Regions from separate parts of the Mus musculus genome. Here all the other regions are linked to region 7. Evidence: chromatin contacts called from public promoter capture Hi-C data. All regions are on one chromosome and are shown on one strand. The core of a region is the stretch at or near the end of the contact, and the rest is flanking DNA. Distances in the headings are between cores, read along the strand shown. Region 1 holds the start of Micall1 (microtubule associated monooxygenase, calponin and LIM domain containing -like 1). Region 2 holds the start of Rbx1 (ring-box 1). Region 3 holds the start of Nol12 (nucleolar protein 12). Region 4 holds the start of Pdxp (pyridoxal (pyridoxine, vitamin B6) phosphatase). Region 5 holds the start of Slc25a17 (solute carrier family 25 (mitochondrial carrier, peroxisomal membrane protein), member 17). Region 6 holds the start of H1f0 (H1.0 linker histone). Region 7 holds the start of Mief1 (mitochondrial elongation factor 1).

The links. Promoter capture Hi-C pulls out the DNA fragments that hold promoters and counts their contacts.
Region 1: a contact with region 7 is called in a promoter capture Hi-C map of liver, with 4 times the contacts expected there. The contact joins the promoter of Micall1 here to the promoter of Mief1 in region 7. A contact is called at or near these places in 1 of 39 promoter capture datasets (liver), 1 of 115 datasets of contacts at active chromatin or transcription factors (pancreatic cancer cells) and 2 of 9 other capture datasets (adipose tissue and liver).
Region 2: a promoter capture Hi-C map of pre-B cells shows a contact between it and region 7, with 5 times the contacts expected there. The contact joins the promoter of Rbx1 here to the promoter of Mief1 in region 7. A contact is called at or near these places in 5 of 39 promoter capture datasets (the 3T3-L1 cell line, the C10 cell line, hippocampal neurons and 2 more).
Region 3: a contact with region 7 is called in a promoter capture Hi-C map of liver, with 4 times the contacts expected there. The contact joins the promoter of Nol12 here to the promoter of Mief1 in region 7. A contact is called at or near these places in 4 of 39 promoter capture datasets (cranial neural crest, liver and pre-B cells) and 1 of 484 Hi-C or Micro-C datasets (B cells).
Region 4: a promoter capture Hi-C map of liver shows a contact between it and region 7, with 4 times the contacts expected there. The contact joins the promoter of Pdxp here to the promoter of Mief1 in region 7. A contact is called at or near these places in 2 of 39 promoter capture datasets (liver and pre-B cells).
Region 5: a promoter capture Hi-C map of pre-B cells shows a contact between it and region 7, with 8 times the contacts expected there. The contact joins the promoter of Slc25a17 here to the promoter of Mief1 in region 7. A contact is called at or near these places in 11 of 39 promoter capture datasets (the C10 cell line, embryonic stem cells, frontonasal cranial neural crest and 7 more), 2 of 484 Hi-C or Micro-C datasets (B cells and embryonic stem cells), 4 of 115 datasets of contacts at active chromatin or transcription factors (embryonic stem cells, large pre-B cells, pancreatic cancer cells and 1 more) and 1 of 9 other capture datasets (adipose tissue).
Region 6: a promoter capture Hi-C map of liver shows a contact between it and region 7, with 5 times the contacts expected there. The contact joins the promoter of H1f0 here to the promoter of Mief1 in region 7. A contact is called at or near these places in 2 of 39 promoter capture datasets (both in liver) and 1 of 115 datasets of contacts at active chromatin or transcription factors (kidney).

Annotation. Positions count from the first base shown.
Region 1 is chr15:79,107,069-79,110,821 of GRCm38.p6, reverse strand. It overlaps Micall1 (microtubule associated monooxygenase, calponin and LIM domain containing -like 1), which reads right to left and starts at 1,839. Exons shown (of 16, transcript NM_177461.1): 1 at 1,393-1,839. The coding sequence starts at 1,538.
Region 2 is chr15:81,464,616-81,467,952 of GRCm38.p6, reverse strand. It overlaps Rbx1 (ring-box 1), which reads right to left and starts at 1,637. Exons shown (of 5, transcript NM_019712.3): 1 at 1,503-1,637. The coding sequence starts at 1,580.
Region 3 is chr15:78,932,866-78,936,550 of GRCm38.p6, reverse strand. It overlaps Nol12 (nucleolar protein 12), which reads right to left and starts at 1,618. Exons shown (of 6, transcript NM_133800.3): 1 at 1,476-1,618; 2 at 1-72. The coding sequence starts at 1,561.
Region 4 is chr15:78,912,153-78,915,961 of GRCm38.p6, reverse strand. Pdxp (pyridoxal (pyridoxine, vitamin B6) phosphatase) reads right to left here and starts at 2,043. Exons shown (of 2, transcript NM_020271.3): 1 at 1,431-2,043. The coding sequence starts at 1,992. Gm30368 (a long non-coding RNA gene) reads left to right here. Exons shown (of 6, transcript XR_003951546.1): 5 at 1-671; 6 at 3,668-3,758.
Region 5 is chr15:81,359,447-81,363,196 of GRCm38.p6, reverse strand. It overlaps Slc25a17 (solute carrier family 25 (mitochondrial carrier, peroxisomal membrane protein), member 17), which reads left to right and starts at 2,432. Exons shown (of 9, transcript NM_011399.3): 1 at 2,432-2,520. The coding sequence starts at 2,467.
Region 6 is chr15:79,026,334-79,030,188 of GRCm38.p6, reverse strand. H1f0 (H1.0 linker histone) reads right to left here and starts at 1,977. Exons shown (of 1, transcript NM_008197.3): 1 at 1-1,977. The coding sequence starts at 1,467. The coding sequence ends at 883.
Region 7 is chr15:80,232,171-80,235,665 of GRCm38.p6, reverse strand. Mief1 (mitochondrial elongation factor 1) reads right to left here and starts at 1,586. Exons shown (of 6, transcript NM_178719.5): 1 at 1,485-1,586.

The sequences.
Region 1 (3,753 bases), core at 590-3,089, 1.1 Mb after region 7:
AGGCCTAAAACCCTATCTTCCAAGGCCCTGGGACACTTGTACCACTGAAGACAGCAAAGCAAGTTAGAGTTGGGCAATCCTTTCAGGGCCCTCCCACACCCTGTCTTATGGAAACATAAGACATAAGCCTGAGAGGGGAGAGAGAGAAGGTTCTGGAAGCTGGAGAAGCCCTCCCAGGAGTCTGTCAACAAAACAGGACCAACTGTTCTAGTTATGAGATTGGCTACTGAAACCTGGAGCAGGAGAAAGACGGGCACCAGATGAACTGCCACTCTCGGCTTTATGAACACATTAAATGAACGAATGAAAGAAAGAGATCCCAGGGCTAAGGGAAGAAAGCTGAGTAGAAGGCCGCCTCGGTTGGTTGTCCTGTGGGTCTGATTATATTTTCCGGGGAGACCCTTCTGAGAAGCTCAGGTAGGAGGGATCCACATTCCAGCCGGAAGCTTCAGATTGGCAGTTGTCAGCTGCACTAGAGACCTCCCCTGCCTGGCTCCTAATTTCTGCTCCATCTTTGTTCCCCACTGTAACCAGCAGAGCCGCGGGACCATACACCTAGACAGATTCCTATCGAGGTGGTTTGGGGAAGTAGTGTACCCGCAGTCACCTGACAGCCATTTAGCTAGGAACCCTGTGCCAGAAACGGGGTTAGTGCCCTACAGAGTATCTGCCCAAAGTGCCTTACAAAAGCTTTCTCCTCCATCCCTCTAGGTTCTTTGCGCCTTAAATGTAAATGGCAAACTAGCTGAAGAGAGAATTAAAACTAATGACCTACATTCCCACGGAAGTCCCACAAAATATGGGACTTGCTGTGCCGGATGATAGCCGCTTATCTATAGAAAGGAATGGGGTTTGTCTTCTAGGGGAGGGAAGGATGGGGAAGTGAGTAAAGCCGAAGCCCGGCAGCTTCTCCCAGGTAGGAAGTGATCTGGGGCCGCATTCTTTCTGAAGACCCTTTCCGGTAGGTGCCCTTACAAAGATGTAAATTTCTATTAGAAAGAAGTCAGCCTCCCAGAGCACCCGGGGACCAGCTCGAACTTAAAGGAAGCCTAACTGGGGGAGTGGCATATTCTCATCTCCTACAGTCAAGTTTGGGGTTACTATGCTCTGACGCCAATGGAGGAAGCGAGGCTCAGTATTTCTGCTGGAGCCTAGAGTAACGACGTCCCGAAGGACGGGTCAGAGTTCCCTCTTAGAGGTCAGAGCCTGACACCAGTGGCCCGAGGTGGGGGAGGGGGTGCACGGTCTTGGGGTCTCGGGTGGCCCTGCTCCGCGTTCAGAAGCGGCGGGTGTGAGGTCCCGGACCTCTCAGGGCGGCGCGTGCCACCGCGTCATTGAGGGGAGCGGCGGTCCCCAGCCCCGCGTGCTCGCTCGCGCACCCCGGGCACTCACAGCAGGTCGGGCCGGTGCCGGTGCAGGATGGCGCAGAAAGCCAGGCCGTCCCGGAAGGAGCTGCTCAGGTCGCGGATGTCCACGCCGCGGTAGCCCTCGCACTGGCGGCGACACCAGGCCAGGAGAGCGCCCCGCGGCCCCGCCATGGCAGGCCCGGCTCGGAGACGGCCCGGACTGGGGCTCGGACTTGGGCTCCGGTTCGTGTGGCTCCGACTCGGGGTCAGGTGGCACTGGGCTGCCGCTTGCGCTCCGGCAGGGCCAGTTTCCGGCTGTGTCTGCGGCGCGGCTCGGAGGTCGGGGCGCCACCGGCGGCCGGGGCGGGGCCTCGGTGTCTTCGCTCCGCTCTGGCGCGGCTAGGGCTGCGGACTCGGCTCCCGACCCCGCCCGGCCAGCCTGCCCCGACCTGCCCGCGAAGCCTCCGCCCCGCGTGGCCCGGCCCGGGCGGCCGCCGCTTACTCACCGCGGCCCGCTGTCCTCATTGTGGGCCGGCCGCGGGCGCCCACCGCCTCCGTCCCCGCCCCTGCCCGCCCGCGTCGCGGGGGAGCGCGAGGAGGATGGGGCCCCACCCTGCGGCCCCGCCCCCGCCGTCGAGCCCCTTCCCCGGAAGGGCGGACGCCCCACATAGCCCCTCTCCTCCAGATCGAGTCAACCCTTCCCTTGGGGAGCCCCTCCTGGAAGAAGGGACAACTCCTCGCTGGCTAGCCCCTCCCCAACGCCACCCCGCAGTCTCCCCAGGCCCTCCTACCCCAAGAGGTGGGACACTCTGGCTTTGCTGCTAGCCTGCCTCAAGCTCACCCTTAGGAACCTTCAGATTCTCCTCACTGACTTCTCTGAACCACACCCACGACTGGTCTGAAAGTCGAGGCACTTTCCCCACAGATCCCAGACCTCCAGATGGCCACCAGCTTTCTTCCATACCCCACCGCGCTACAACACTTCGAACGCCCGCCCCTCCCCCCACGGCCTGCCTAGGGGATCCAAACACCTTTACTACCACCAGGCCAGAGAGCTATGTAGTATGACAGGCTGGGGACCCCACAACCAAGTTGGTCCTTTCTGGTTCCCTCTCTCCGTGTAAACTAGGGGATCATAGATCCTTCCGGGGCTCTGTCTCTTCAACTTTTAGAATGGCTGGGCTCTTGCTGAAAGGACCTAGAAACCGACACAGAGGAAAACCTCTGCTTCCAACGCCTGGTTTGATAGTTTCTTCAAGACCCCACCAGGAGACCCCTCCCCCAGAGGCGCCTCCTAAATAAACCCAGGCTGATGAATCAGCCCCGCAGAGATGGTGACATCACTCTGACCTATGTGTAGCTTGTAGGAATGAGTCTGCTGCTCCCTTCTGAGGGAATGAACAGGGTTTTAGTCATCTGAAACAGGATTTTGGAGTTCTGTTAACCCAGGCTCAAATCCTGGTTCCCTCCCTCCCCAGCAACGTGATCTTGTGTCACCTTGAATTATAGTTTCATATCTTGAAAATGAAGATAGAGCCTTGTAGTTTATGCCCGAGAGGTGCTTGCCAGCCTGGGCTACAAGAGACTTGTTTCAAAACTTAAAAACTGGGCAGAAGCTGGGCATTGGTGGTGCATGCCTGTAAGCCCAGCACTCGGAGGCAGAGGCAGGTGGATTTCTGAGTTCGAGGCCAACCTGGTCTACAGAGTGAGTTCCAGGACAGCCAGGGCTACACAGAGAAACCCTGTCTTGAAACCGCCCCCCCCCCAAAAAAAAAAACTGGGCAGAATGGCTCAAGTGTTCATACATGGCTTGAAGGAATCCTGAGGTTACAATATAAAACTGTCTCAAAAATAAATTGGAGCCTGATATGGTGGCTACCTTTATCCCAACAATCAAGAGTCAGGTGGGTCTCTGGATGTTGAAGGTAAGCTGGATATAGAGTGAGTTCCAGGACAACCAGAGTTATAGAAACCCTGTCTCCAAATAAATAATAGGGCCAGTAAAATGGCTCATCAGGTAAAGGCCAAACTGTTGATCTGAATTCAATTGTCTACACCCACACGATGGAAAGAGAGAGCCAACTTCCAGAAGTTGAACTCTGACCTCCATGCAGATGTCATGGCACACAAGGCTTCCATAACCATAAACACACATAATGGACACAAGAATAAACGTATGGAAACTGTTGAGAGCACTTGCTGCTCTTCTGTCTGCTGGGTTGCATTTTCAGTCTGGACCTAGCTAACCACAGTAACTCCAGTTCTGGGGACCTGACACCCTGATTCTACAAGCACTGTCTGCATGTGGTATACATACAGGCAAAACACACATACAAAATTAATCTTTAAAAAAGTAATGTATGTATGCTTGAGCCCCGTGAGTTAAATAACTGATACTAGCACTCTA
Region 2 (3,337 bases), core at 388-2,887, 1.2 Mb before region 7:
ATGAACATGGGTATCTTCAATTTTTTATATATAATGTAAAATAATTTAGCTAGCCAAACCAACGTGAGAATATTAGTACTATTTTCTGTACAGCTTTCCCTGACAGCTGTGGAAGAACTCAAAATCTGCATAAGCACGGGCTCTCCACAAAGTTTTGGACTCAGAGGCAAGGAAGTGAACAGACTGAACTAAGATAATAAATGGACCACTAAGTGGATAATCACAGGATAAGCTGGATAGCAAGTTACCTACCCAGTTTCAGTACACAGAACGAGGTCATCACTTAAACCTTAAAAGAGCACTGCAAGCAAAGTAGAATCCACTGCGATTTTCTTTTCCTCTTACCAAGTAAACTGATGTTCTCAACGTTCATATATCCAAACAATTACTTTGTTAGCTCCAGTAAGTCGACCTAAGACTTCTTATGTTAGACAAGGCACCCTTTTCAAGGACTACTTTGGTTTGACTTTCCAAATTCAAGCATAAGAGTTTAGTAAATTCTACATTACATTTTTATTTTTCATAATGGCTGCAGGCTGTAACTGAGCAGCAGTGGCCACAATGAGATGACACAAAAAGGGGGTGGGGTGAGGGATATTCTCAGCGACACGTTCCAAAAATAATCCATAAAAAGAAAACACCTTGCCCTCTTCAAGATCTTCATTTTTAACAGATCTGTGTAATCTTAGGTAGGAATCAACACTTTTAAAGGACTAGCAAACTATGAAGGGGAACGGCATACAAAAGGACGTTTCATATTTTTGTTTTTCTGTTCTCAGGTCATTAGCAATTAGTACTCCACCTTCTTAAATGGCACAAGTTCTGGGCTTGCTTTTAAAACAAAGCCCACCAGGCTTTTAAATTATCATTTTGTGTTAGAAGTGTACAGGGACATCAGAGAACCACTGGAGTGGCAGATGCTATGTGACAACTAGTAGCCATCTCGTTAGAACCAAGCTTTACACTTGACTGTGGGTTTAGAGGCCAATGGAGGCCGCCATACAATCGAGGGCCCACGCCAGGTCCCTCGGAGTCAATAGATTCTAGGATCCAGGAAGGGGCGGAGCAAGAACACCGGCAGAGCCCCTCTGCGCTGTCATCTCACGTTCCCGGGGTTCTCCGCACGGCCCCATCCTCCACCCGCCGCAGTCTCTTCACGAGTCTGCATCCCACCCACCCCACCCTGTCCTTCCCCCACCTCTCAGTCACTTCAGTGACAGCTCAAGCGCTTGGCTCCCGCATCGAAGTCAACCTCGCGTATTTCAGTAAGCAGCTCTGCGATTGGCCCCACAGCTTCCCCAGCAAGACTAATAGGGCCCCAGACACTGGGCCACCAGCATGCCGATCAACCCTAGGCCCGCCCCCCGGCTTCCGTTCTTGGTGCCCGGTCCCAGGAACGCCCTGAAATGAAGCCCTTTCCCCCGCGCCTAGCTCTTCCTCGGGCCTGCCAGCCATATCCGCGCCTCCCTAGCTTCCTTGAGGAAGGCGCTGGCGAGCCCAACCTTTTTAACTTCAAAGCGCTTCTTGCCCGCGCCGCTGTTGGTGCCGCTGGGGGTATCCACATCCATCGCCGCCGCCATTTTGGAAACACACAGTCTGTCGTGTGACCACTGCGCCTGCGCACCGGCTCACTTTCCGCCGCCTGCCCCGCACACCAGGCGCCTCCTCCCGCACCCCTCCCCTCATTGGCGCGAGCGTGGAGAAGGGGCGGAGCCTGCGGTCACGCCCCTTAAAGGCGCAGGCGGAGGTTTCCCGCCCCCCTCCTCCCCATCTCTCTCAGCTGGGGAGGAGGCTGGAGTGATTGAGGCGGGGCCGGGCGGGGCCGGGCGGGGCCGAGAGAAGGGAGCCAACCGGTGGGAACGTCCGTGAGGTCTCGATGCTTCTCGCATTCTGGGAAGCCCTGTGGTCTGACTCCTTCATTTGGGGCGGCGGCTGCTTCCTTCTTCTGCCCCAGGACTTAAGCCCTGGTCCAGATCCACAGAGCTGCCCCCGAGTCCGTGGTTGCAAAGGGCATGGGCTGGTCTTTGGAAACCCGAAACTCCAAACCGGCCTTCTGCTGACCGTGGTCGGCTTCGGAGCCAGGCGGTGTCTCTCTGGAGGCCTGTGGCCCGGCTTACCAAGGCCTGGTCACCGTCTGCGTTATCAATTTCAGATTGGGAAATTATTTGATAGGGAGAGAAGAGGCCCAGGAGCAAACAGAGCAGGCATTCTGCAACTTTGCCTTTATCTTCTCACAGGAAAGGTGATGGGGATGCCATAGTAAATCCCATAACCAGCCAGTTCTAAATGGTCCTCCTTTCTCCTCATTTCCTATCGAGTTTTGCTACTGTGCTACGATTAAATTAGTACATTTGTAGTGGCTGAACTTGAGTTCTGGTGAGGCATTCTGATTTTCTTACCGGTCATTACCATCGAGCTACAGAACACATACGTTTTGTAAGCTTCCATGATTAGTCCAGCCCTCCGCTGTTTTGTCTCCTAAATTTGCGGAGTTATGACTAGAATACATCACCCTTGAATTTCCTGTGTGTTCTAGTTCCCTCAACAGTACAACAAAAAGGGTTTTACCGGAAATGTGCCCCTCCCCCCCCCCAGAAAGGGTTTTTCTCTGTGTAGCCCTGGCTGTCCTGGAACTCAGGACTGGACCTAGGCCGGCTTCGAACTCAGAAATCTGCCTGCTTCTGCTTCCCAAGTGCTGGGATTAAAGGCATGCGCCACCACTGCCTGTCCTGAAATGTTCTGTTAAAAGAAATACTTGCTGGTGTGTAATGCGGTGTGTCATTGATGCACTTGCTAAGCAGGGCAATACATCCTGAATACCACCACAGTTTTAACTTGCACAGAGACTTGTGAGAGCCCTGCAAGGTGTGTGTGTGTCTGCCCAAGTTCTACCTCCCACACTAAATCTGTCATTGGTCTATGTGTCTACAGACCCCCTAAGGGATGCTAGAAACCCATAGTTAATTAAGATACTGAGGACATATTTATCCATTCGTCAACAACTATCCTGAGTATGTTACTTCGTCTTTTAATTTTTGGTTTATTATTATTATTATTATTATTATTATTATTGAGATAGGGCCTCACTCTGTAGCCCAGGCTGGCCTTGAAATCTGAGCAATTCTGTTGCCTCTACCTCCCAAGTGCTAGGGATAGAGGGAGGAGAACCACCATGCTCAGCTACACTGGGTTCTGCTTTAAACAGGAAAGCCACAGTGAAGTCAACTCAGTAAGGAAATAAACACAGATCAACAACTATATCAAGGTGTCTCAGGTGGCAATACATGCTACAGAAAACAAGATGGTGAGATTGAGGGGAGGAGGCAGTAATACATGT
Region 3 (3,685 bases), core at 369-2,868, 1.3 Mb after region 7:
CGCTGCTTTATCTCTTCAATGGCTGCCTTCTTGCGCTCTACCTTCCGCTTGTGGAAGCCTGTCAGGTACTCCCTGCAAGAAGGAAGAAGGGGAGAAGCCAGGGGAGTCAGGAGGAGCCAGGAGGAAAGCAGGGCTCTACAGAGCTCCATAAGTTGCCTGACTCTCTCCTACCCACCAACCCATTTTACCCTCTCACAGCCAACCCTTAATTTATAGATGGGGACTCTGAGGAAGAGACTAGGATACTCATCCAAGGTCACAGACAATGCAGTCACAAGTCATTCAATGACAAAGGTACCTTCGAGAAATGAGTTGTGAGTCCTTGCTGGACCATCAGAGTGTACTTACATAATAATCCTGGGTGGTATAACCTACCACACACCTATGCTGGAAGCTATAGTCTCAGTACGCGCTCCATCACTAACCAAACGTCACCTAGCTCACCTGGCCTTCCTGCCCCTTGCTAAGTACACAAAAGGCCAGGTGGTCAATACACAGAGCTGGTGGTCACTGTTCCCACACTGGCAAACTTTATTTCATAGGAGTCACTTCTAGTAAGGCTTTCTAATAATGCCTTCACCCAGACCCCAAAACTCTTTCACTGAACCAACCAACAACCAGTCCTCAAGGCCACCTGACTCCTGAACCCACCTGGGTCCTGTGTGGCGGGTCCTAGGAGTGCCCCCACCTTCCTGACTCGTGCTTCCTTCTTCCTGTCTAATCTCTGCTGTTCCTGAGTTTGCTGTATTGGAAGTTAATTACGCTTAGTACCTTATTCGAGCTAGGCAAATGGTCTAATAAATTAATTCGTTTATATTGTCTTGGAGACAGGGACAAATTGTCCAAATGCCCATACCGTTCTTGAACTTTCCCGCACAGGGTTTTACTTTGCAATCCTCCTGCCTCAGCATCCGGGATGGCTAGGATTATAGGTCTGCACTACCAGGCTTTGCAATTACGGTTTCCGTTGGTACACTACACCAGGGGTTTTAACTGTATTTTGCTACTGTTATGGATCGTAATGTAAATATTATCTCTTTTCCGATGGGTTTAAGGGGGTCGCGACCCACAGGTTGAGAGCCATCAGACCACAAGGTGCTATTTACGGTGACACTAAAAAGCAGTTCAGCCTCTGGTCTCAGGCTTGGCTGGCACGCAGTCTGGTGCGTGAATCAATGAACTAAACCTCTCTCATCCCATCGGCTCGTCCTTCGTCAACAACGACTGGGAGCCAGCTATGGGCTGTGACAATAGACGGCGCGGCACTCCGGTGGTCCAAGGCGCAGCGCTGAGAGCCGTAAACAGCGAGGGAGGAGCGGGCGACTCCATCCCCCGAGGTGGGGAAAGAGGAAGGCGAGCTCCAGCTACATCCAGGGGCGGGGCCGGAAGAACCCTCCGCGTGGGCGTGCGCGCCCTGTGCCTGGCGCGCTTCCCCCGGCAGCCCGACGGGAGTCTCTTTCCACCCTGCCACTCACCGCCGCTTCTCTTCATCAAAGTTGAGAACGAGCCGGGGCCGCCGGTCGTCTCCATCTCTTTTCTTCTTCTTCTTGTTGCGGCCCATTGCAGTGAAGCTTCCGGCAGCGTGGCCGCTTCTGACTTTAAAACACTTCCGGGTGTAGCAGTTTCAGATTTCCGGTAGGGCGCTCTTCGTGGCCTTGTTCCACAGTTCCGCAGATTTGGCTCCACCTTTTAAAGGAGCCTCCCGTCCTGCCTCAGCTTTGGTTCAGGTCTTCTGAACAATCCTCCCAGAATGGCTTCGGTGAGAACTAGGCTCCCCGATTCCATCATCTGACCTGCCTCGAACAAGCGCTCAATCTGGAGTTATTTATAAACCGCTAAGAATTACTGAACTTAATTGAATTCAGATGTCAACTCTTTCATGATTTCCTTGAGCGAGGGAAACTGCCTAGATGCAAACACTGGTATTCCTTTACAAAGTATGTGACTCAAAAGCAATTGCCCCCCTTTAAAAAAAAAAGATTAAATCATAAATTATGGGCTAGGGGAGGTGGCATACATCTTTATCCCAGTACCTGAGAGGCAGAGGCAGGTGGATCAAAGTCAGCCTAAGCTACACAGTGAGTTCCAGGACAACCAGAGCAGAGCTAGACAATAAAGAGACCCTGTCTATAAATAAATAAGTAAGATTAAAAAAATACTGTGCCTAAGTGAGTTTAGGTCTACTGTATGAGGACCTACAAGGCCAGAAGACGGTATGAAATCCCCTGCAACTAGAGTTACAGATGGGGGCTGGTGAGATGGCTCAGCAGGTAAGAGCACCCGACTGCTTCCGAAGGTCCTGAGTTCAAATCCCAGCAACCACATGGTGGCTTACAACCATCCCTAATGAGATCTGACTCCCTCTTCTGGTGTGTCTGAAGACAGCTACAGTGACTTACATATAATAAATAAATAAATCTTAGAGTTACAGATGGTGTGTGAGTCATGTGGGTACTGAGAATCAAACCTTGGTCCTCTATAAGACAAGTAGGCACTGTTAACCATTGGAGTCATCTCTCCAGCCCCCAAATTGCCTTTTTCTTTGTGTCTCACTTTCCTATTTATAAAATAGAGATCATTGTAGTGACTTTGTAAGGCTGTAAAGAGGTGGCCCTGGAACTCTGGCATGCACTTAAAGGCTTGCTGAAATCCAAATTGAGGGTTCAGGGTTCAACACACTTGGCAGGGCCCCAGAATGTCCATTTCTAGAACATTCTCTGGTGACCCTGAATATTGCTCCTGCGTGCAGCAAACTGAGAGCCGTGACTGTGGTGGGACAAGTGTGTCGGGTCAGAAGTGCATAACACAATATTCTCCCAGACTCAGTTGGTGCAGAGGGAAATCTCTGAGTTCGAGGCCAGCCTGGTCTACAGAGTAAGTTCCACGACAGCCAGGGCTACACAGAGAAATCCTGTCTCAAAAAACCAAAGCCAAACGGGGTGGGGGGAGAGCAGGGATTGTGCCAGTGATCAAATGTGAGCTAGATTGTCTGAGCTTTGGTGTTTGGTCTCCCTTCCCAGCTTCCTGGCCACTCCCTCAGAAGCTAATATGTCTGCTCAGAGAGGTGGGAAGCAGGCTGTGATAATGAGCCTCACTTCCACGTAGGTGTGGCACTCCATGAATGTCTGATTCCTCCCACACGGGTCCCCCACTCGGAGATTCTATGCTGGATGCTGAGAAGAAGTTATCTTTAAAGTGTGGGTCGGGGCTGGAGAGATGGCTCAGTGGTTAAGAGCACTGACTACTCTTCTGGAGATCCTGAGTTCAAATCCAAGCAACCACATGGTGGCTCACAACCATCTGTAATGAGATTAGTGCCCTTTTCTGGTATGTCTGAAGATAGCAACAGTGTACTCACATATAATAAATGAACACATTAAAAAAAAAAGTGTGGGTCCCCAAACTGGGCATGGTGACACAGCCTGTTATCCTAGCAAGTAGAGACAGGAGGGTCAGGAGTTTGAAATCATCCTGATACGCAGAAAATTGGAGTCCAGCCTGGGCTAGAGACCCTATCTTAAGAAAAGGGTTACTAGACACATGCGTCTCCGAGTGGTCACTTCTGTTCCCCTAGAACCAAGCCCTCCTACATCCTTTGTCATCTCCCTTCTGGGTAGAGGCACTGTCCTGGCCACACTGTGCCCCCTGAAGAAGCCTAGAGAGCTGAGAGCTGCCTTCCCTTCTG
Region 4 (3,809 bases), core at 794-3,293, 1.3 Mb after region 7:
CTACTGCGCACAGCTACCAGGCATTTGTTAATCAATGCGAGGAAGCTACATCACTCATCACTCGCAAACGCGGCTGCAAGCCTGTTGTGTAAAGCTCTGTCTCCCCCTCTAGGCAGTAGGAGGAACTGGCAGGTTGAATAGATGGGTAAGCAGACAGGAGAAGCCAGGAGGGTTCCTGCAGAGGTCAGGGGCTAGGTCCTGTCTCTCCCAAGCTCCTCAGACCACCCTTCAAGGGACCCTGGAGAAGCCCTTGCCCCAGAGCTTCAACCCAAGCTTTTTGGGAAATCGGACTCGATAGTAACAAGATGGGGGAAAAAAGGCTGCTACAGCTGTGACCTCTAGATTTGTGGGGAGAAGGTTCATGTATGAGGTGAGGGTAGGTCTCAGGCAGAGCCAGGAAAGGCCCAGACAGTAACTTCCTTTTTCGGCTACACCAGCCTGACGGTATGCCTCCTCCGGGAAGGCTTCCCAGATCCTCTCCACAGGCATCCATTTCACTGCCCCATCTCGAACCCGTGACTCCCTCACTTCCTGCAATACCACCCTGCAGAACCCCTGAATTTGGTATCAAGGACTATGTGAGCCAAAGGCTAGCAGAAGAGAGTGGCAGAGATATGTCCATGTCTCATCTGGAGGAACCAAACCTGTCTATAGCCATTCATCACTATCTGGTAAGTCTCTGATCCCTCCATCTCTTGGGGCTCATGCCAGAGGTCAGCGCTTCTGTTTAGGTACAGGCCTGAACAGCCTGGACTGCTCTTGGATGGGTGGATGGATGGATGGGGGGTCCCCAAAGGCCAAGTCAGGTTCCCCTGCTCTATGCTGTGTGTTCCCTGGCAGCTCACCTCCCTTAAGTACCAATTTCTTTAACTGTGAAATGGGCCAAAACTCTTATTTTTGAACTAATCTGGAAAGGAAATGAAGGCACCATTAAGGAGCTTCAGGAAGCTATTAATAAACTAGAGGGCTGGGTTCAAAAGCCTGGGGATAACCGACATGGTAAAGAACCCCACTGGAAACCAGGTTCCGAGGTTATGTAACTCACAGGGTTAACCAAACAGGGCCAGAACTGGAACTGAGGTCAAGCTCCACTACCTTCCAGTCTCCCCACTGGCCTAAGGTCAAGCTCCACTACCCCCTAGTTTCCCCACTACCCTGATTCTGGATGCGCGGATCCAGCTCTCCACCGGCATCATCCTTCCAGACCGCTTCGACAAACCCTCCTGCAAAGTGGGTGGGGCCAATGACAAAAGCCCAAGAGGCCGGTTCCAAATCTGTATCCCACCTGCAATTCCCTGAGCTACAGTGAGCCTAAGGTGGCTCGTGTGTCAAACTGGTCCTCGGCCACTATCCGACAGGCGGCAGCTGCAGGAATTCCGAAAAGCGCGTCAGGTCCCAGCACACATCCCCGCGCCCAGTCCCGTGCTCACCGGGGGTCCGGCTTCCGTCGCTGAGCGGGTGCCAAGGGTCGCGATCGGTGGCCACGAGCAGGCAGTCGGGGTCGCGCAGGTGCGCGCACGCCTCGGTCAACCTGGAGAAGGAAAACTGCTCGTCGTAGCCTACGAGCACGGCGCGCACGCGCGGGTCCTCGCCGGGGTCCCCCGCCAGGCGCAGCCCCGCGGCGCGCAGCTCAGCGCGCAGCCCCTCGCCTCCCAGCACGAACACTGCGCCCGATGCGTCGGGCGGCCCGGACAGCCGCTGGCGCAGGAGGCGCGCGGCACACAGCGCGGAGCTGAAGAGCTGCTCGGCGCGCAGCCCCGCGAAGCCCAGGCGGGCGAAGCGCAGCGCCAGCTCGGGCCGCGCGCGCCGGCTGTTGTTGCTCACGAACAGCGTGTTCTTGCCGGCCCGCGCCAGCCGCTGCAGCAGCTCAGGGGCGCCCGGCACGATGCGTTCGCCGTTCCACAGCACTCCGTCGCAGTCGAACAGGACTCCCTGCGCCTGGCCCAGCACGTCGCGCAGGGCCGCGCCGCGCAGCCGCTCGCAGCGCGCCATGCAGCCGGCTGGCCGCTCGCACGCGCGCGCTGCGCTCCCTCCGTGGACAAGGGGCAGCTTCACCAATTGGCGCGCAGAACGGGGAGGAGGCGGGGCTACGAACACAGGCTTCAGCCAATAGCGACTAGAATTTAGTCGAAGGTGCTGGCCGATCCCGAAGGAGCTCGGAGAAAGGGGCGGGACCGCGGGCGCCACTAGAAGGAGGCGACCAATGAAGAGACAGCCTGGTCTGCAGCGAATCGCCGTGCGCTTCCCAGCCAATTAAAAACGTAGGCCAGATGGTTGCTAGGAGAAAAACAGAGGCTGAGAGAGATGTTGTCTTCGGGCCACATCTTGTTGCCCTCGGAACCATTGAGGCTCATTAGAAACATGTGGATGTGATGGAGCCAGGGCTCCATCACCCGTGACTTCGCAAGCTGGCCTGGGCTCTTAGACCTGGTCAGTGATCCTTCTGGTCATCTGACTGTGCTGTGGAGTCTCCTGGGGAACTTGTTTTTTTTTTTTGTTGTTGTTGTTGTATAATTTCCGTTTAGTAAGATGTATACTTTATAGTTCGATGGCTTTAGATAAATGATTTTTAAAACACAGGTACAGGTCAGTGGAATGGTTCAGCAGATGATGGCAGTTTGCTGTCAAGGCTGAGGACCCGAGTTCCTTCTTCAGAAACCTCACGGTGGAGAGAACATACTCCTTCCAGTTGTTTTCTGACCTCCACACACACATCCACACAGATGAATGTTAAAACGTTCTAGCCGGGCGATGCGAACACATACATTTAATCCCAGCACTCAGAATCAGAGGTAGGAAGAGCTCTGATTTCCAAGCCAGCCTAGTCTACAGAGCAAGTACTAGGACCAAGGGTATTCAGAGAACCCTGTCTCAAAAAACAAAAAAACAAAACAAAAAAAAAACCCAATAAATAAATAAATAGATAATCAAACACATGGCTGTAAGACAGGAACCCAGAGATCTGATTTCATGTTTTATGTGTGTGGGGGCACTAGGCACTATTTTGATGGCCAGGCCCAATTGGTAACCCATTTTATTGATGGGGTGATCCCAACTGCCTAGGTCTCCATTTTGTAGACGGAAACCTTTTAATCTGTCAAGCCTTTGAATAACCAGTAATTCAAAGTATGGGGACCAGGGATGAACAGGGATCTGTACTGTCACAATATTTTGGTTCTAAGCAGAACTGTAGCTGTCTAACCCAGAGCAACTGAAGGGAAGAGACCGAAGAAAAACCGTGCCTTTGAGGCCCAACTATTTTCTGTTCTTTGTGCCTTTTGTAATGGGTTTCTTAGCCTAGAAGACCATAGACAGCATGCCCCTGCCTCCACTCGGTTACTAAATTGGGCTTCCAGATGCACTGACCCACTTCTGCCAGCCCACTCCCAAAAGACCCTCAGGTGTAGAGCTGAAAGGAGCGTTAGCCTGGGACTACACAGAGCAACTCAGGGAAGGCCATGGATAGCTCAATCCCTGCTCTCGAGAAAACTGTGTGTTTATGTGTGTGTGCGCACACACACGGGCGTGTTGGTCTTCAGAACACAGACTGGGTGGAACTGCTAGACTGTCTCAGAAGAGAAACCCATGATCCTGAGAGGCTGTGCAAACGGGGCCCTGGGTGGGAGGAAGACCTAGGCGAACGCTAATCTCAAACACTTCATCTCAGGCCCAGGCATCGCTGGCCAGTCCCTTCTCATGGCTTCGGAAACTTCACCTGCAGGTGGCACTCTTATCTGGGTGAGAAACTAGCATGTGGGAACCATACTCAAGACAAGCAGCTCCGAGAAACCGCCAAGCACAGGGCTCTT
Region 5 (3,750 bases), core at 1,183-3,682, 1.1 Mb before region 7:
TGGCTTGTGTTAATGGACCCAAGTTAAACACATCATAATAGGTATGGTTCCAGGCACTGCTGTAATTAGTTCCTCCAGTCATCTCTGAGTTCTAATACCACAACATGCATACCTTTATTGCTTTGCCATTTTATAGGTGAAGAAACTGAAGCACTTTGCTAGTTGCTCGATGTAACATTTGTGGAAGTAGGTTTTTTACAGACCCAGACTTGTGGCTTCACAGCCTTTTGTAAAATCTTTGATTCTTGAACACAGAAGCTTTGTGTGTGCCCCCTTTTTGGGGTGGGTGGGGAAGACTGGCTTGAAACAAATTGATTGCCCACACAGCCTCTGCTTTCTTGGGATCAAAGGCATCATCATGCCCAGCTATGACAGAAGCTTCAGGTTGCTGGTTTTTTTGTTAAGGTTTTGTTGACTTGGGTTTTGCTGTGTCACACAGGCTGGCTTAAATTCCCATCTTTCTGCTTCAGCCTTTCAACTACTAGACAGTAGTTGTATCAGCATGCCTGGCTGCTCCTGTAAGAAATTGAAAGCCAAAGTGCACATTTGAATGATTGCTGGTTAAAGAATACCAGGTGTGTGCTGCTGGAATCTCCATGACATTCTCTAGAAAGTAAAGGACAGTTCGTTGAGGTTTGTAGTTCATTAAATTTAAGTTATAGTAATTCCAACAAGTAGAGTATGTAACTAGTAAAACTGGTTGGGGCTGGGAGATGCTTCAGTGTCAAGAGCACATCTTGCCTGTAGTCAGTTCCCAAGCACCCACCCAGGTTTGGCAGACACATTTTAAAATAAGAATATAGCTCATGGATGAAGAGGAAAGCAGACACAGCAGTGTCAAGTTTGGAAAGTTTGAACAGTTCTGTGAAACGTGTGTACTGACTGGTTTTGTGTTCAACTTGACACAGCTGGAGTTATCACAGAGAAAGGAGCCTCCCTTGAGGAAATGCCCCCATGAGGTCCAGCTGTAAGGCATTTTCTCAATTAGTGATCAAGGGTGGGAGGGCCCCTTGTGGGTGGTGCCATCTCTGGGCTGGTAGTCCTGGGTTCTATAAGAAAGCAAGCTGAGCAAGCCAGTAAGAAACATCCCTCCATGACCTCTGCATCAGCTCCTGCTTCCTGACCTGCTTGAGTTCCAGTCCTGACTTCCTTTGGTGGTGAACAGCAATGTGGAAATGTAAACTGAATAAAACCCTTTTCTCCCCAACTTGCTTCTTGGTCATGATGTTTTGTGCAGGAATAGAAACCTTAAGACTATCACAGTGGAAGGGTAAAATACTGACTTTGCTTTTAGATTTACCTTTATGTGCATGAGTGCATTTATGTAAGCAGTCCTGGATTCTTTCAGAGGACAGAAAGCTGTGGCGTCTGTCCCGAGGGACATAGAGGGTTGTGTGATAGCAACTGAAGAGCAAGCGTTCTTAGCTGCTGAGCTATATCTATACAGCCCCAAATTGTCAGTTTAAACAAACTATGCTAGAGGTTTAACTACCGGGCCTCAGAGCCTTGATTCTATATCTCGCAGCGGGTGTTGGGATGGCTGAATGGAGAAACGAAGGTTGGAGATATTGACCCACCCCCTTATCTATGGCTATCAGCTTATCCTGGAGGGTTGCTTTTGTTTTGACGCTGTTTCTATAGTTCTGGCTAGCCAACTCCACTTCTCAGCATCCATGGTACTGGGATTACAGGCTACGTTTTAGGGTTTAGGTCTGTTTTGGCTTTTGTTTTGAGACGAGTCTCAGCCCAGGTTAATCTCAAATTCTCTCTGTAGCTGAGGGTGACTCTGTACTAAATTCTTTTAACAAAATTATTTAGTCGTGTGTGTGTGTGTGTGTGTGTGTGTGTATGTCTTAGTGTGCGCGGAAACCCGAGAAGGTCAGACCCCCTGGAACTATACTTGCTTGGGATACTGGGACCTAAACGAGGATCCTCTGCAAAAGCAGTACTTGTTCTTAACTGAGCCAACTCTTCAGTCCCCAGATCCTCTTTCCACTTCCTGAGTACTGTGTTTACTGGTGTTTATGGTTTGCTGGTAGTCATGCTAAGCAAGCACTAACAACTGAGCCTGCCAACATATATTTTGCAAGGAACTGGGGTGCAGGAGTCATTAAGGACTTTTATGTCCTCCCGTTTTATGGGCTTGACTAACCAATTTAGTGTGCAAGCACACTGACAGACTGAGGGGCTAGGAACCTTTGCAGGGGGTGCTCAGAACACAGATCCTTCCATAGCCACTGAGCATTGCTCCGCCCCTTGACCGATCCGGACCAATCGATGTTCAGGGGCGTTCCTGGGCATTTCACACTCGCCTCCCCGGCTGTTCTCCCCAGCGAACCAGGGCAGTCTGTGACCCGGAAGCAGTCGTTCTGGTGGAGGCGGGGGAGACTTCTGAGAGGTGGGGCTTGAGACGGTCCTTTCACGAACCCGCACACTCTGAGGCGCCTGAGTGAAAAGTGTGGCACCATGGCCTCTGTGCTGTCCTACGAAAGTCTGGTACACGCCGTGGCCGGAGCCGTGGTGAGGAGGGGTTTGGGGCTTCGAAGTAAATCTCGGGATGGGTCGGGGAGAAGGGCACGGGGGAGATGTGGGGACCGAATCTGTCACAACTGGAACGAAAAGGACGGGCATAAATGGAAAGTTGCTGCTACAAGAGGGAGGGCGAGGCCAGGAGCCACCCTCTGCCGCAGTCCCCTCTGGACTTTCCCAGAGACTGTCTGGACTATCAGTCACAAAGGTCCAGAGGGAATAGGGAAGAAGATAATTGCTATTTTCTTTGCCTTCTGAAGTTTAAAAGTTTAAGGCCAACCCTTCCCTTACCCAACTCTCACTGCACACAAACTTCGTCCAAATTGGTCCTGCGGAAAAACTAAGTGTGAAGATGGGGTGCTTGCTGTAAGTCTACTGCCAGCCTGGTGTCACACCTTATCCCAGGCAAGTGGCAATAGCTAATGGAACATTCCTAGTCAGCCTTATTGCCAGGAAAAGATAGGGTGTTTGTTTGTTTATTTTTTAAGTCAAGATCGGTGGTGTTATGTACTACCTGTATAGTTACTGTGAGTTAAGTGCTTTGTTCTTCGATTTAGAGGTATCTAAGTTCCTTCCATTTGACACTTCCCTTTTCCCTGAAACTTCACATTCTTGGCACAGGTAACATTCCTCCTCTGGTTCTTTTCCTCAGACTGTTTCCCATGTTCTTCCCTAACTCCCAGCATGTACCTTTAGCCATGTAGAGTCACCGTGGACCATTCCTATCCATTCAGACAGCTTATGTTCCGGTGAAGAGTAATCTGAGTTTTTTAATTCCAATTCTATCATATGTTTACCAGGTAATCTCAAATCTCACGTTTGTAATCTATGAAGAGGGAAGAAAATATTACACTTTTCTTCTAGACCTTGAGAAGTAGGTGAGGGAATATTACATGGTGTCTTATTCAAAAGAGTCGCGTTCCTTTAAATCAACCAGAAGTGCCTTTTGCTCGTTATGAAAGAACTGGGGTGGAAGTTTGTTGTGACATGTTTTCAGTTGGTCATAGGGACCTGTTTGACTGAAGTGGAAATGCAAATGGGGGGCCAAATGATTCATGACTTTGTGTAGGAAAGGGTCAGTGGTTGCACTTACTGATTGACATTTCAAACCCGATCCTCTCTGCTGCCCTGTGGAGAGTAGAATACGGAAGGCACATCTCTCTCAGGCAAGAGATGGCTGTGACCTATTGGTGGAAGGGGTAAGAGAGCATTTGCCTGGAA
Region 6 (3,855 bases), core at 728-3,227, 1.2 Mb after region 7:
TAGAAAAAAAACTCAAAGAGTAAAAGAGGTTGGAGGGTTTTAAGTGGCAGCTGGTAGACCTGAAGCGGCACCAAGCAAAGCCACATCTTACACAGGAAAGGGAAGAAAGGAAACGTACAAAGTCCTGCTAGGACGCAATCCATCAATCGTGTGGAAAAAACCCAAGTTTCCATAGGCACACTGAGGCACTTGGCTGATTACCCACCCCTCCCCCTAAGTCCACTCGCATTTAACCAGAGACTACTGAAAAAGACCCCTCCTTCCCAATGGCTAGATCCTGGTTGTGAGAAGCTATGGCTTCTCTAACCAGCTGTCACTTGGACCCCTTTGCCCCTTTAGACAATGGGGAGGCACTAGGGCAGAAGAGAAAAAGCAACCAGGTCTCCAACTTACCACCGTTGGTAGGGCAGCCCCAGGGAATTTTCCCTCCCTCCTTGGCCAGCTAGGTGGGGTGTCACCTGCTCCCCATCAAAGGTTTTGAAAAGCTCACGAGGGACAAGCAGTCTAAGAAAGTCTTGGAAGACAAACCTTAGTTCCTGGGTCCCCTCACCTAGCCAGAACTTTGCCAGTTCCTTCATAGTAAACAAACCACCGACTGAAACACACATCCTCCCCCCTCCCATCCCTAACCCCGTAAGAAGGTTAATATCAAATCAAGAAAAAAGTACGTCTCCATCATTACAAAGATGAGGTCTGTTTGCTGTCCTTGCACAATAGGTTAAGGAAAAAGGAGTCATTCCACAATGTCTGTATGAGGGATCCAAACTCTGTCCTCTTTAATAAAGTCAGAATAGAATGGGCAAAGGGTTGCAGATGGAATCAAGTGAGGAAATGTATTTACAGAAAACAGGAGGGAGGAAGGAGTGTCCCCAAGCAAAGTCTTCACTTCTTCTTGCTGGCCCTCTTGGCACTCGACTTGGCTTTGGGCTTCACGGTTTTGGCCTTCTTGGGTTTGGAGGCCTTGACTGGTTTGACTTTGACAACCTTGGGCTTTTTGGCTTTCTTGGGCGTGGCAGCCGGCTTCTTCTTGGCCTTCTTGACAGGGGTGGCTTTGGGTTTCTTGCTTGGGGCTTTGGAGGCAGCCTTCTTGGGCTTGGCTGCCTTCTTTGGAGTGGCCACTTTCTTGACTTCCTTCTTGGTCTTCTTGAAAGCCACCGACCTTTTGGGCTCATCGCCCTTGGCCAGCCTGAAGGACCCCGAGGCGCCCACCCCTTTGGTTTGCTTGAGAACACCGGTGGTCACTAGGCGCTTGATGGACAACTTGATCTGGGAGTCGGCGTTCTCACCCACCTTGTAGTGGCTCTTGATATACTTTTGGATGGACTGGCGCGAGGAGCCGGCACGGTTCTTCTCTGCCTGGATAGCAGCCACGATCATGTCTGAATACTTGGGGTGGTCCGTGGACTTCTTGGAAGCCTTGGCCCGTTTGGGCTTCGCCGCCGGGGCGGAGGTGGAGTTCTCGGTCATGGTGGCCGGCCTGCTCCCACTGTTCAAGGAGCCTTCCGATGGGCCAGCCCTCGCCGGAGGCTGTGCAGAACCTGACTCGCGATCTGCTCTCCCGCTCCACTAGCAGGCCAGACGCAAGTGCGGCTGCCGGGGACGCGGGCTACGCGTGGCTCCTGTCCTCCCGGCGCGGGTCGCGAGCTGCTCTGCGCTCCCAGCCCCCACCGTTCGGTCGCTCGCCCGGCGCCTGGCGCTGCCTCCGCCTCCACAGCCTCCCTTTTCCCAGCTCTGCGTCTGGCGCTCGGGCGGCGCATCCGGGTATTTAGCGGCGGCGGGCGGACCGCGGTGAGGACTGGGCTGCTGGCTGCCTGCTCCCGGCCCGGAATGGCGCCGCGCTGCCGCCATCTGTGTTTCTTCCGCCGAGCAAACTCGACCTTTCCCGGCGGCCCGGGCCTTCCCGCTGCCCGCCGTCTCTCGAGGTCTCTGCCCGGCTCCCTAGGCTTCCCTTCTGGGGACCCTGGCGCCCCGGCCGCCGCCCCCCGCGCCCGCCACGAGCCTCAAACGGCGCCGAGGAGCGCTGGGGCGCCGGCACATTTCCCCTTTGCGGGGGGCTGGCTCTGCGGAGCCGGGGAGCCCCGGGGCTTGAGACCCCCCGTCGGAAAGCTCCCCCCTGGGACTACCAGGAGCCCCACTCCCGGATGCCTGCGGGGTCCCCCAACCTGGCGGAGCGGCTCAGAAGCGGCCCCAACTAACACACGCGGCCCTGAGCTGGGCGACTCCCAGCCGGGCCGAGTCGGGACAAGGGGGGAGGGGTCGCCTCCCCAGGGTCCGGTCACCTCTCGGGGGTCACCCGACCACAGCTCCTCTGACACCCCTACCCCCTCTCTGCCTGCGAGGCCCTCAAGGAAACTTTCCCTGAAAGAGTTGGAAGGGCACTTTCAAACTTTGTCCCTTCCCCCTCTTGAGTCGCCTTCTCCCCTCGATGCACCCCCGGACCTCGGCGAGTTGATTGCTCTCTGAGCCCGAGCCCCCCAAAGCTTCCTGGGACCCCTGGAAGATGCGGACAAGCCTCCCGGGCGGCCTGCTCTCCTCAAAGACCCCCCACATCTCCCATGTATCTGAGTATGAGTTCATTTACATGCCTGCCTTGTTAGCTAGGGAGTTTTGGGGATGTAAGAAGCAGGACCACCACCCCCCAGGCCCACCCTAGGGGTGAAGGTCCCCTCTCCCACTGGCCTCTTCAAGGTGGGGTGTGGCTTGATGTGTGTGCAGTCTCTATCATAGGTGCTGTCCAATGGCTCTGATCAGACATCCTGGGGACCCTTAGGATGCGCAGAGGCTCCTTGTGCTTTTAGAGACTTGGAAAAATGGGGCGCAGCGGGAGAAGCCGAGGAGAGAGTTCTCCTTTCCCTGGTCGTGACTTAGGTGTAGGAGGTTTGCAGTCCACCAGGGAGCCGTGGTCCCGACCACCGCCATTTTGCTGGGAAGATGCCATGTCTTTGTTAAAATGTATCCATCTTTCCCGCCCTGCTTGGCAAAAATCCACCAAGTGAGCAAGGGGCGCCACCATCTGTAGTCCGACCTGGGGCTGTTGGGAGTCCTAGGCTCCGAGAGAGTTTAGAGGCTCCGAGATTTGCCGAAGAGACCCCCAGAGAGCCCAGAACCTCTTGTCTGCTGCAGACATCCTACTCACAATGTTAGGACCTCTTGGCAGCGGCTCCGTAGGGTTCTGGTGGTATTGCCTACCTGAGCTGGATCCCCGGACCCTGGTGTTTTTATTCCCTAGCAAAAAGGCACGAAAGTGTTTAATTAAACATTAACCTGGGAGTGGGGAATTGTAGCTGATCAAGATGAACTAACCTCTGCTAAGGCCTGGGGCTGTTTGTCACACCAGAAGGAGCAGCTTAGATGAGGGAGCTTTGAATTTGGGGGAGATGTGGGGAAAGGGTTACTGGGCTTGGGAGTCCCTGAGACCAGGCACACACACACACTATAGGTTAATCCAAATGATTGGAGGGGAAGGCCAGGTGCCTTCATTACTAGCTTATCTGGGTGAAGGGATTGCTGTTTGAGGCCAGGTTAGTTCAAAGGTCGAGGTTTTTAACTCTGGTGCTTTCAGTGACCCTGAAGTTTCCTAATTTGAAAACACATTCTAGTAGGTTTGTTTGGGATATTTTGAAAACAGATTCTCCTGGTTTCCACAAAGATTTTATGGAGAAGGTACCCAAATGCACCTCTGAGATACTACTGTACAATGCCCTCCCCCGCGAATACAAATGAAACGGATCACAGGATGTTGAAATTTCTTTTTCTCATAGTCCGTTACAGTTTGCAAGGAGCTCTACAGCAGTTCGATTCTTTGGCAGGGAGGGTATGAATTATGATCAGGACCCACATTTACCCGGAGGTCTT
Region 7 (3,495 bases), core at 337-2,836:
ACTCAGAGACTTCCAAGGACTCATGGCAAAGCTGGGATCAGCTTCCTCCCTGTAAACAGCCCCTCCTGGAGAAGTTCAGTTTAAGGCTCACCAGGGTTCAAGAAGTAGAGTTTGAGTCCTGGCTGTGCCATCCCACTGCCCGGGCACTTAGCATAAAGTACAGTGGGCATCAGCTTCCTCATTGTAAAACAGAGATAACAAAGACATCATGAGAGTACTTACTACACAAGGTTATTTTGAGAACTGCTCCTAAAAAGCCCCTGTAATGGGACTCTACCAGACAGTGTGGCCTAGAGTAGTTAAAGACCAGGATTTATATCTGGATCCTGGTACCACCATATAAGCAGCATCACGCTGATTGGCCTTATTGTTTTAATTACTTTTTTACTTTTTTCTGTATGGGTATTTGCCTGCATGTTTGTCTACATGCCAGTTTGCCTTGAGAGTGTAACACTGTCATATCCTTAGACTGGAGTTATAATATATACAGTTGTGAGCCACCACAGAAGTGCTGGAAATTGAGCCTGGGTCCTCTGAAAAGCAGCCAGTGCTCTTAACCACAGAGACATCACTCTATCTCTTCTTTCTTTCTTTCTTTCTTTCTTTTTATTCTTTCTGTTTTTGCTTTCTTTTGCTTTTGTTTAATTTGGTTTCCTGATGCAGGGCCTCTCTACGGAGCTCTGGCTGTCCTAGAACTCACTCTGTAAAGCAGGCTGCCCTCAAACTCTGAAATCCTCCTGTCTCTGCCTCCTGAGAGCTGAGATGAAAGATGTGTGCCAAGTATGTGACATCATTCCCAAAAGGAAGTGATTTGCCCACTCACCAAAACAATCCAGACCCTAACTCGCTGGAATGAGGTGGGGGCGGGGGGGGGGGGTGTCTTACATGTGTGCACTTCAGGGCGTTCAGCAAACTTTGCCAGCACAGGGCCCAGGGCTCACCAACCTCAAAACTAGGCTGGAAGGAGGAATCCTCCCCATAACCCTATGAGGAAGAAACAGTTGTTGTATGAGCCTGTATGTGTTTCAGGGGTGAAGGGAGTTCCTGGATGAAAAACAAAAAATGATCTGAACTTTGGGCTCCAAGACAGAAGCAGTAGCCTCTGACCTTGCTAACTTCCAGCGCGAACCGGGGCAAGCCACCGCTGTCCCTTTTTCCTCAACTGCAGAACAGCTCCCCTTTGGCCCTGAGGGTCTTCCGGGATGCAAAAGATGCAGAAAAACAACGGAGGGCTGGAAGGAGAACGTCACGCAGGGGCTGGAACGAGGTCGCTGAGTGACTGACTACGGGCTCCGATCGGGGTACAACGCCCAGAGGACGGGAACGCAGACCCCGGGGCCAGGCTGGCTCTGTGGCTTGAGGCAACCGGGTCTTGAGGCGGGGCGGGGCGAAGCTTGGAGGCCCCGGTGGGAGCCGGTAGCCCCCAAACTGGCCCGAGCTCAAACGGGCGATCCCCGGCCGCCCTCATTCGCTCCCTCACTCACCCGCGGACCACGCGCTACCTTTCCTCAGGACTCGCCACTCGCCCAGTACCTCTCTCCGGGTCACCCATCAACATGGCCCCTCTACTTCCGGGGCACGACCTCGCTCGCGGGGCCGACGGAGACGCGACAGGGAGCGCGGAGGCGGGCGGAGGCGGAAGCACTTCCGGTCGGCCCCTCCGTAGCCTCCCTCCGGAGGCGGAGCCCGGAACTTAGTCCAGCGCTGCCCGTCGTGGGGCCCCGCCCACAGACGCAGCCCCGCCTCCTAGGTGACGTTACCTAGCTCCACGGCCCCTCCTCCGAAAGCGTTACTGTGCAGTCTCTGTGTAAACTCAGTGCTGGCTGGGTGTGGCTTAAGGGAGGAGCCGCAAGTCGTCGCCCTCCACCTGCTGCCTACGTCTGGCCTGCGAGAGGCTCTGACCACACTGAATTGATTACTTGACACACTGCATTTTGTCCAACCCAACCTCTCTGTTTGGTAGACTTCAGCATTCCAGTGTTACACTTGGGAAAATCGAGGCCGAGGGAGGCAGGGTCATTTGCACTGAAAGCTGAGCCCTGCAGAGGCTCACAGTGGGTCCAAGCTCAGTATTCCTCCAAAGTGTGTGGCTTTCCATTCTTTTAGGCCGCCCTACTTTGCTTTTTAAAGAAAGAAGTTTGTGACCCAAATAAATCTAGTTTGTGAAATTTCCAGCTAGAAGACCGGGTAACCTATCCCTCGGGACAGTCTCCTAAGTAGACGAGTTTTCCACTCGTAAAGGACAAGGAGACCCTCTGGGGGAGACCTTAGGATTACCCACTCACACACAGAGTCTCGGATGTCAGGATTACCTTTTCCAGATTCACTAACCTTCCCACACTCACCCCACTCCTGCCCCATGCTCCCAGTATAATGGGGGCTAAACATTAAAGTGTCTTCCAGCCCCCACATATCTGTGGTGTTTTGGAGACCAGAGACCAGCCAGCCGAGACACTGATGCAAACCTCAGGGTTCAGCCAGGTTTCACAGAGCATGGGCAATCTGGGATCCTCTGGACTGGGTACAGGACTGGACATAACTATCAACTCACATCATAAGGAAACAGGACCTTATAGGAATTGCAGCTCAAGGGGAACATTCATTTACCCAGGGCACAGGTTCAGGTACAGTAGGCATTTCACTGGTGAATGGATGGACTGTGTCTTAGTCAGGGTTTCTATTCCTGCACAAACATCATGACCAAGAAGCAAGTTGGGGAGGAAAGGGTTTATTTGGCTTACACTTCCATACTGCTGTTCATCACCAAGGAAGTCAGGACTGGAACTCAAGCAGGTCAGGGAGCAGGAGCTGATGCAGAGGCCATGGAGGGATGTTCTGTACTAGCTTGCCTCCCCTGGCTTGCTCAGCCCGCTTTCTTATAGAACCAAGACTACCAGCCCTGAGATGGTCCCACCCACAAGGGCCTTTCCCCCTTGATCACTAATTGAGAAAATGCCTTACAGTTGGATCTCATGGAGGCATTTCCTCAACTGAAGCTCCTTTCTCTGTGATAACTCCAGCTGTGTCAAGTTGACACAAAACTAGCCAGTACAGACTGGAAGGTCAAAGAAAGGTCAGGGGTCAGAGTGATCAAGTCTGTCTGGTTTGGAAAGGGCCTTTGTGCTGGTGGTACACTTGGGGCAGCGGGTTCAGTTTCCTGAGCCTTGCTTTGCTCCTGTGAATGCACTTGCCTAGTACACACATTGCCCTGGGATGCATTCAGTGCTGAAGGAGGACAAAGAAGATGACCTCATGGGACTAAAGATTAGAATTAAATGTCAGAGAGCATGAAAAGGTCGCCATTGTGGTTGGTGGCTTTTGTTATTATAAAACATAATTCTCTTTCATGCATGGGTAAGCACAAAGGGATTTGGAGCCAGGAAAAATTTTTTGGAAAACAGGGGCTTGGAGAGCTGGCTCAGCAAGTAAGAGCACTGGCTGCTCTTCCAGGGGACCCAAGTTCAATTCCCAGCACCCACATGGCAACTCCCAAAT